Regions from separate parts of the Mus musculus genome. Here region 2 is linked to region 1. A link is a contact called in public Hi-C data. All regions are on one chromosome and are shown on one strand. Each heading gives the region's core, a stretch centred on a gene start, on an enhancer-like site or on the middle of the called end of the contact. The rest is flanking DNA. Distances are from core to core; before and after follow the strand shown.

Region 1 (4,627 bases), core at 1,123-3,622:
AGGTACTTCCTCCCCTGTCCCACGTTCTCCTTCTGTGGATGCTCAGTCCCTTATCTCTTTATTCTTCATTCATTCAGTGTGAAGACTCCATGAGAGAGATAGAGGTGCAGGGATACTGTTAAAACACTGTGGGTAAACACTAGCAAAGGTCACAGGTCATCCCCGTGAGGCACAGCACTGTGGAGGGAACGAGCAGGACAGGAGTATGTTTTTAAACCGATGTGGCCTAGGACATTCTATTTCTTCAGGCCTCAACTCTTCACCTATACAGTGGATACAGTAGCTACCCTCATACTAGGTGTCATGAAGTTAATGAAGGAGAAACGAGAGGGCTTTGGTGGGACTGGTACATAAGGGGTGATATGGCTGCCAGCTAGCCTGAATGATCAGAAGAGGGTTCTGTAGGATTTCCTTGTGGGTTCTCAGCTGCCACTGAAATATTGGGGTAGCTAAGGGCTAAACAGACAAGTGAGGCTTTTGGTTCACTCCTCTCTGCAACATGGGGAGAGGGGCCATAGGAACTTGAACCTCAAGCTCAGAGCAGGAGGAAGGCGTGAAGTCCAGCCTGTGGTTGGTGACACCCGTTCTTTCTTCCCCATAGAGGTGGATGAGTGTTCAAGGCCCAACCGCGGGGGCTGTGAGCAGCGGTGCCTGAACACCCTGGGCAGCTACAAGTGCAGCTGTGACCCTGGCTATGAGCTGGCCCCAGACAAGCGTCGGTGTGAGGGTGAGTGCCCCACTATCCAGAGCTATTGGCTTCTTTCCTGTATCCTTGGTCAAGCAAAGTTCGGGACAAGCTAGAGAGGTTCTCTAGTGCCATTCTCAGCCATGAATGAGAAAGATGTCCTACAAGTCAGCCCCCAGAACACTGGCAGGGTGTGATACACACTGGCGTTAGGGGCTTTCATTCTGACTGCTTTGTTAATATTGATCTTGACCTGGTAATTGATGTCACCACCTTTCAAAAGGGTCGTGATCCACAGTTTAATGCCACTGTTTGCGGAGTCTCAGACTGTATGCTAGTGGCAACACTTCAGGATAGCAGTTCCAGATCAGGCTGGTCTTACTGCCTTGGGCCAGCTCCTCTGGATGCCTCCCAGGACTGCCCATTTATACACATTTTCCAGGCCCTTCTGTGTCCCCTCCCATCAGATTCCTGGACCATCTTCCAGAAGAGGAAGTAGAAATGATTATATACACACACCCTTCTGCTCTTAAAATTTGGGCTCACCTTCCAAGGCCCCTACTATCTGCCCCATGCCTCCAAATTGTGGTCCCACAGACTCACATCTCCCTTTGACTGCTGCCCAACCTTGAGCCCCTAGAGTGGGGACTCCTGGTGGGTGATGCCACCTCCCTTGTCCCTCCAGCTGCCTGTGGTGGATTCCTCACCAAGCTCAATGGCTCCATCACCAGCCCCGGTTGGCCCAAAGAGTACCCTCCCAACAAAAACTGCATCTGGCAGTTGGTGGCCCCCACCCAGTACCGTATCTCCCTGCAATTTGACTTCTTCGAGACTGAGGGCAATGATGTAAGTGCCTCTGGAGCCAAGGTGGGTAGGAAGGTGGGGTGTAGGGGCTTGGCTCAGTGCCTGCCTCCTACCACTGGGAGAATTAGATAATAGGGCTCTGAGAACAGAAACTTCCCAGTACACAGAAGCTCAGAGGGCTTGCGGGGTCGCAAAGGAGGCTCTGCAGATGAGGGTGGACATTAGTTGGAAGCCTGTGGAATGAGGAAGGGCTTGGGGCCAGCTGCCCTGGGGCTCTGCGGTACACACAGCAGCGTTTTGTTGGGGAGCGCAGATGCTTAGCCTGACACTTTCCCAGGGAGTGAGTAGTCCGGAGAGAGGCAGCCTCCAGAGCTAGGCTCTCCTGCAGGTGTGCAAGTACGACTTTGTGGAGGTGCGCAGCGGACTCACGGCGGACTCTAAGCTGCATGGCAAGTTCTGCGGCTCCGAGAAGCCAGAGGTCATCACTTCCCAGTACAACAATATGCGTGTGGAGTTCAAGTCTGACAATACTGTGTCCAAAAAGGGCTTCAAGGCCCACTTCTTCTCAGGTAACTCTGGAGTCCTTGCTCTCTAGCCCCACCTCCCCAAAACTGGAGCTCCCCCGCCTTCCCTGGTCTCCTAAGCCCCCTGTCTCCCCAACTTATTATCCTCCATCAGTACAGCCCCTGGGGCATCTGAATATCTTTATTGGGTAGCCTTTAAAATCTTAGTTATGCCAGGCCTAGGGAGGGGCAGAGCATTTAAGTGCAGAAATGAGGAGGCTGGCAAGCCAAGGCCTGAAAGGGGAGGTCCTAGGACAGGGAGTTCAATTGCCTGAGAACACGGGGATAGAGAAGAGGGAGGTGTCTGCCTTGGACTGTGTCGGGCAGTTCATCTTGCTGCAGCTGCACTTCTAATCAGGCACCGCCCACCCAAGCCCACTGGGTTCATGCCAGGCCTTCCCAAAAGAGGAGTCGCCTCTGCCCTTTCATAACAAAACTGCCCATTCCCCTGCCCGTGGAAGGCCTGGCTTCATCCATCCCTTAGCTTTATCTGGCCATTTTGCAGTCCCTCTCTGGGTGGTCCAAACCCAGCCTTCCCAAGCTGGACCTCTAGGGTCTTGGGAGACCTCTCCCCTGCTCTAGGAATCCCTAAGTCTTTGGCCCCTCAGGCCAGTAGGAGGTCAGGAGCAAAAGGGCCCAGACTCAGCAGTGAATGGTGGAAATGCTCTCCAGTGGGGTGTGGAGAGAGCAGGAAGCCAGTGGGCAGGCTGGAGCAGGTGGCTCATGGAAGGGTGGGTTAGGGACCTTCAGCCTGACTTCTCCTGGCGGGGTGGACGTAGGGTGGGCAGAACCAGGAAGCCCATGACTTCGTCCATGCTGCCTCCCTTCTCCCCTCCTTACCCAGGGTCCTGCATCCTTCAGCCCCCTATGTGGCTGCCCTGCACCCTTGCCTGTCCCACCCGGATGCCATGCACCTGTCCCCGTGCACTGGTTCCCTGCTTGGCACTGCCAGCTGCCCTGCTCTGCTTAACATGTTCTGTTGAGCCATTGACCCCAGTCCCCTGTCCCATCGCTTGCTGAGACCCTCTCCGTGTAACACCAAGCCCATCCTTCCCTAGGCCCACTTAGACCAAAAAAAAAAAAAAATAGTCCTTTCCAGAGGGCTGAGGGGATAGAATACCTACCACAGTGTCCTTCTTAGAGAAACCATTACCTGCTTACTCTTGTCTGTCTCTGCCCTTCTGCTGCTCCAGTCTTGGAGAGGATATGGGGGATACCGGTGTTTGTTTGGAGCCTCTGCCTTGTCTCCCTACTACATAGTACTCAACACCATGCAAGGGATGTACATGCATGTACATGTGCTCACAACATATGCATACACACATGCGTGCACACAATATGCATTGCCCCTTGCACAAGAAACCTGCAGAGGACTCTCATCGATGGGCATCAGAGTTCAGCCTCGGGGCCTGGGGCATGTGACTCTGGCCCTCAGGAGGGGGCTGTATGGACTATTGGGACACCCATCGAGGAGACCCTAAGACAAGAAGGAGAAGCAAGACCCTGAAGACCTTCAGTCTGACCCCAGCACCTCCGGGGCATTTGGGCACTGTAGGGTGAGTGCCATCTCCTTGTTGGGGTCTGTGCCACCTCCCTTGCCCCGGTCCCCTGCAATGTCTTCTCCAGTCACAGAATGGGCCGTTCACTCTTCAGGGTGGGCCAGAGCCCCCTCCCAGATGTTCAGGCAGCCATCCACAGAACTGACATCCACACATTACTTTAGTCTTTCACTTACCCATCCACTCATTGGATTAACAGTTTTCTTTTGCCCCACCTGTGTCCCAAGCACTGGACTAGATATTTGGGAGAGCATACATGAAGAAGGCACGAGGGTCCAAACATACTAGGGAAGCCATGGCTTACTTCGTGAGCTGAGCTCCCTGGAGCTCCTACCAGAGTCTCAGGAGAGGCACACCATAGGGCCTGTCTCACAGACGGGTACAATGGCAGCTCTCTCGGTCAGGCTCTGCTCTCCTGAGGAGGAGCCTCTGGCAAGGGGCTTGACAACTCTACCTCAAGTCTAGCCCACCTGAGCATGAAATAGGGCCTTCTGGGAGTCAGGGCTACAGCCCTCAGGGTCCTGCCCTCAGCTTAGGAACTGTCCACTTACCACAAAGCTGCCTTGTCAGTGGAATGCCAACAGCCATCTTCCCACTTCGTGGCTCATCTCTGGAATTCTGGGTGTAATTGGGATCCACACACTTGTCCTGAGTGCCTGCTCCTATGCTAGGCACGTGGGCTTAGAACAATGGTGTGGCACACAGAAGTCTGTAACTGTGTGCCTGTGTGTGCCTGTCAGCATGCGAGCAGCTCTACGTGAAATGCCCACATGATGGGCTTGAACACACTCTGCATATATGTGTGTCTGAATTCACTTTGGGTCCTTGTGTCACCGTGTATGCAGGTTTCTCCGTCTTCCTATATGTGTCTGCTCCTGCCCGTGCGTTTCTCTCTCTGTATGCTTCCACACACATATAGAGTAGGTCACATGGGTCTTGTGTGTACACCCACACACAGATGGTTGTGTGTGCATGACTATGGCTTTGTGTCTGAGCCTTCGTGGTATACTATAGGT
Region 2 (4,627 bases), core at 1,507-4,006, 56 kb before region 1:
TGTCAGGGATAGAGCGCAGGTCTTGCATAGAGAAACTCCGCAGCCTTCCAGCTAGAGCGCCTTGACTCTAGGAGGTGAGGGATGGGAGCCGCTGTTAACTCCAGAGGAGGGCTGCGAGGGGAAGGGCTGTAACGGGGAAGCTGCCCTTCAGCTAATCTCTGGGGCACAAGATTCAGAACTGATCTGGGAGCGGGGGAGGCGCTGTGATCACCGGGGCCCACGGCACCTTGGTAGCAGCCTGCACAGCAGCTGAGGCAGCGATGTTGAGGCTCCGCTTCCCAAAACTGAGCATGGTTTCATAGCTGCGCTCCTTTGCCTGCACGATACACGCGTCGATCTCCTGCAGACCCAGGGCGGAGAGCTCAGATCAACGAAAGAACCACCGTCTTTGCAGACCCCAAGAAGCCACTGGTTGTCATAATCCCATGAGCCCTACCCAGGACCCAGGAGCCACAGATTTAGGTTCAGAACAACTGAAAGCAGGACTCCCCAACTACACACCCTCTCCACAACTTAGTGGGTGTCCCTTCCATTCTTCCATGCCCACGTCAACTTCCTGCTGGCTTGTCATAACCCTAAAGGTCGTCCATATGTATCATCCAGGTGGATGGGGAAAGCCAACCCCTTTCACAGTCCCACAGCAAAACTATAGAGGGACAGGGAATAAGACCCAGGCACCTCTGGCTGCCTGAACCTGAGATACAGGGCTTTCGCTCTGACACACTGCCCTGACACACCCTCCTGTTTCTGCTCTATCTCCCTCAGAGGTACCTTCTCATGGCGGGATAGGGATGGGTGGACAAACTTTCGGTAAAGCAGGCTGGCCCCCTTGGTGTAAGGTGAGAGCAGCCACAGCACAAAAGCCATCTTGAACTCGTAATAAAACGGGAACCTGTGTGTAAGCAAGGGGAGGGGTTTGTGTGAGCCAGAGGCCAGGTGGTGGTGGTGGTGGTGGTGAGGCCCTTCCCAACCCCATGGCCTGCCAATCCTTGGGCCGGACCAGGAAATGAAGATGTCTGTGAAGGTTTCTGCTGCCATGAAGATCGCAAAGACAATCCAATACATCATCCACCGTACCTGTGGGTCAGAGTGCAGAGCTCAGCTCACGAGCCTAAGCCGCCAGGACCCGCCCCCAGCCTGCCCAACCCAGAGATTCCTCAAAGCCAGTCCCACTGCATTGCTGGCTACAGTTTCCCACATCTGCTTAGACAGGAGCCCCTGAGAAACTGCCTTCCGTTCCAGTGCCCCCCCCCCCAGCATGCTTCGCCCACGAGATCCTCCATGGCTATTGTTAATAATGGCTGGCCTTCCTTCCACTAGACCACTCTACTTGAGATCTGTTCCACCATCGATCGAGCCCCTGGAGTCTGACAGGCCAGGCCCTCCAGCATCACCAAGTCCTACCACCTCCCTGACCATTCCTCAATGTTGTCGTCTACCCCACTCTTTGCACTCACATATTCTCGAATGTTCTTGCTCTTCACGGCCTTGTAGGAAGCATACGCAGGATACAGCATGCCAAATATGAGCCTGGAACAGCAGTCACAGGAAGTGTGAGGGGACCATGCCCCACCCTCTCCCTGCCAGGTGGCTGCTCCCCCTGACCTGGGTGCGAGATGGCAGTGCCTGCCCTGTTTTTCCCGCTTGGCTTGCACAACCCTGGGTGCCTGAGTCAGTGCCCCGGAGGCTGCCTCCCCACCCGGCTGTTTACAAACATACCAAGCCTGCCTAGGCCTGCGCTGGTGGCCCATGGGTACAGGACAGACTGAGAACACACAAGGTGGGTGAGAACACTAGGCTGTCCGCTCCCACTACACGTAATCAGGCCCAGGACCACCAGCATGCAGTGAGGGACATTTGAGCCAGGTATTGGGATATCCAAAAGTGAGGTGCAGGCTGCAGAAGCTGAAGCTAGGGTGGTGGGTCATGTGGCTGCTCAGATGGGAAGGAGGCACCTAGATTCTCCGCCCACAGCAGTACCTAATCACCTTCTCACAGGACTGTAGGTGGTAAAAGCCCTGAGCCCTAGCAGCACCTGTCTGCAGGAAGGGTCTCTGTCAGACCAGAAGGCTGCAGGGTGGAAACAAGGTATGCAGTGACCAGGTCCCACTTCAGACCCCCAGGACCGTTAAGTGTGTGCTGGGAAACGGGGTCATGAAGTCTTTAAATTTTCCCTTCTTTACAAACGTCCCCAGTTTCCACCCAAAGGCAGGTTGGCATCCTGGGACAAAAGGGAGGGGGGAGGTGTCTCACAGTGACCATACTCACACTACCAGGCGACAGATCATCCAGGACACCATCCTGACAGCCTAGGGGGATGACCCCAAGAGACAAGCGGAGGGACGCTCACTCAGGAGCTGGGACAAGGGGGTGAGTGGTGCTGCAGTACACCTCTCCCTCGGTGTAGGCGGAGATCACCACCCCTGACTTCGACCCCGCAGTGCGGGGAGCCAGGAGAACCCGGAACCAGGGGACCGAGGGCCTAGCAGAGGAAGCCGCCTTGTGATCGAGGCGGGAGGGCGCGTCCCTCCGCCTCGCCGAATCCTGGCGGCTCAGTCCCACAATTCCTGCCGCGGAGAACCGTTCGTCCCCCGTCGAGGGCGGCGCTGCTGGTCTCGGGTCCGGGTGGCAGGCCGGACCTCAGCTCTCACCTGCCGCCCGGGTGGCAGAGCGCCCGACCACCTGCACCGGTCTCGGGGCGGAGTTTGTAACTCACTTAAAAGTTGCACGGAACCAGATCCTGCCCAACCCCAGCGCTCAAGCTCCAGGCGCAGGCGCAATGGAGCCCTCAGAGGGGCGGGACGAGGTCAGGGAGACAAAAGGACCGTCTCTTAAAGCGGCGATGCTCGGCGCACTTCGGAGGTGGGGCCGCCGGTCGAATAGTCTTCTGAAAGGTTGGCAGGTGGACAGATAGGGAGGAAAAAAACAAAACAAAAAACAAAACAAAACAAAACAAAACAAAAAAACCCCGAACTGCTAGCTAGGTGTGGGTGGCGCACAGGAGTCTCTGAGGTGGAGACAGGAGAATTATCAGTGAGGCTGGATTACAGGTGTATCATCAATACACTGTTGCAAACAAACAAAAGGAAAGGAGAGGAAATAAAAGACAACTCGAGAGTGTTCCTCGGATGCCTTTTTATCATTTCTCCATCTCTGTAAAATGGGATAGAGAATGAAATGAGTGGTTGGCCCACAGGAAGCACGTTCTGATCTGATCTTACCTTCGCAGAAGTCCAGCTGACTGACCATGCTAGAAAGGAGGGAAGAGTGGGATTGGAGAATCACCCTTCTGACAGCTTCAGGACTCCACTTGTTTCTAAAGCATCTTTCCACGATCCATATACCTGGGCATTCTGACCCCAGTGTCTTAGAGACTGAGTGATGATCCGGGTTCACCCCGGATCTTCTTTCCTAGAATTTTGAAAACCCACCTGTTTCTGAGACAGGAATAGAGATATCCCAGAAAATTCTAAAATCAACACTTGCTGTTTTGTGCTTCTTGTTGTTGTTGTGCGAAATGATGGAATTGTTGAAGCGTCTTCTTATTAGATTGGCCACACTGGCTATCTATAACATTTGACAAACTTAGATATATCATTACTGTCATCGTCATCATCGTTAGTACCTTAGTTTCTTCATCATCATCATCATCGTAGGGTTTTTGTTTTTGGTTTTTTTTGAGACATTGTTTCTCTTTGTACCCCTGGCTGTCCTGGAACTCTATCTGTAGATCAGGCTGGCCTTGAATTCAGAGATCTACCTGCCTATGCCTTTCAAGTGCGCGCACATACACACACACCCCAAAAACCAAACAGAACCATGGAGTCTGATTTGTGATGGCCAACTACTCCTGAGCATGGGACCTACCCTGGAGTATAGTTAATATACCCAGTGCAGCTCCATTGGAGAAGACTAACTTTCCCTTTTCCAGCAGATATCAGTTTCGAATAGCTTCATGGCTAGGGATGAGAGAGACTTTGTGCCCACTTCCCCTCCTCTGTGCTGGTCTTTGTGTCTGGCTTGAGCTTATGCAGGGCGAGTGTACGCTGCCACAGTCTCTGAATTCATGTGTGCATCTGCCCATTTGGTCTGGAAAAGATTGTTTCTGTGGAGGCATCCACCACCCCTGCTTTTTACAGTCTGTCTGTCCCTACTTTTGCAGAGATCCCGGAGCCTCGAAGGGAGGGCTGGGAGACATCCCGTTGAGGTCTGACTGCTCCGAAGTGGCTCAGTCTCTTTATGTTGTCCAACTGTGGGTCTCTGTCAGCGATTACTGCAAAGAGAAGCATTTCCGATTTACCCACGGCCTTAATCTTTGCAAAGATCTTTAAAAAAAAATTTAAGAAATGTCCTCAGGGGGCTGGAGAGATGACTCAGCTGTTAGGAGCACTGGCTGCTCTTCCAGAGGACCAGGATTCAATTCCCAGAACCCACATGGTGGCTCACAACTGTCTGTAGCTCCAATTCCAGGGGATCAGGCACCTTCAGACACAAATGAAAGCAAAACACCAGTGTACATGAAATAAAAGTAAATAAGTCCTTTAAAAGAAAAAAAGAAATGTGCTTTTGAAGTAAATGGCCCAATGTTACCGAGCAGTATATATTGCTGGCCAGTGGCTAAATGTGT

Evidence for each region. Hi-C and Micro-C count contacts between places; a contact is called where the count stands out from the background.
Region 2: a contact with region 1 is called in a Hi-C map of the G1E-ER4 cell line, with 3 times the contacts expected there. The contact joins the promoter of Reep4 here to the enhancer-like site in region 1. A contact is called at or near these places in 17 of 39 promoter capture datasets (the 3T3-L1 cell line, 3T3-L1-derived adipocytes, the C10 cell line and 12 more), 11 of 15 datasets of contacts at CTCF or cohesin (CD8 T cells, the NIH/3T3 cell line, embryonic stem cells and 5 more), 174 of 484 Hi-C or Micro-C datasets (the 3T3-L1 cell line, 3T3-L1-derived adipocytes, the 63-12 cell line and 97 more), 28 of 115 datasets of contacts at active chromatin or transcription factors (the 230-238 cell line, the HPC-7 cell line, the NIH/3T3 cell line and 19 more) and 5 of 9 other capture datasets (adipose tissue, embryonic stem cells, embryonic tail and 2 more).

Annotation. Positions count from the first base shown.
Region 1 is chr14:70,487,451-70,492,077 of GRCm38.p6, reverse strand. Bmp1 (bone morphogenetic protein 1) reads left to right here. Exons shown (of 20, transcript NM_009755.3): 12 at 1-2; 13 at 602-727; 14 at 1,371-1,531; 15 at 1,878-2,058. Among named protein-coding and RNA genes, the nearest start is that of Gm52136, 15 kb to the left of the region's middle. Within about 2 kb of position 2,372, at least 16 of the 459 cell types and tissues checked have an H3K27ac peak or open chromatin away from gene starts, as enhancers often do. A contact at or near this core is called in the G1E-ER4 cell line, erythroblasts, megakaryocyte-erythroid progenitors and 3 more, where this site is marked.
Region 2 is chr14:70,543,380-70,548,006 of GRCm38.p6, reverse strand. It overlaps Reep4 (receptor accessory protein 4), which reads right to left and starts at 2,756. Exons shown (of 8, transcript NM_180588.2): 1 at 2,269-2,756; 2 at 1,458-1,530; 3 at 1,001-1,077; 4 at 772-892; 5 at 227-340; 6 at 1-67. The coding sequence starts at 2,300.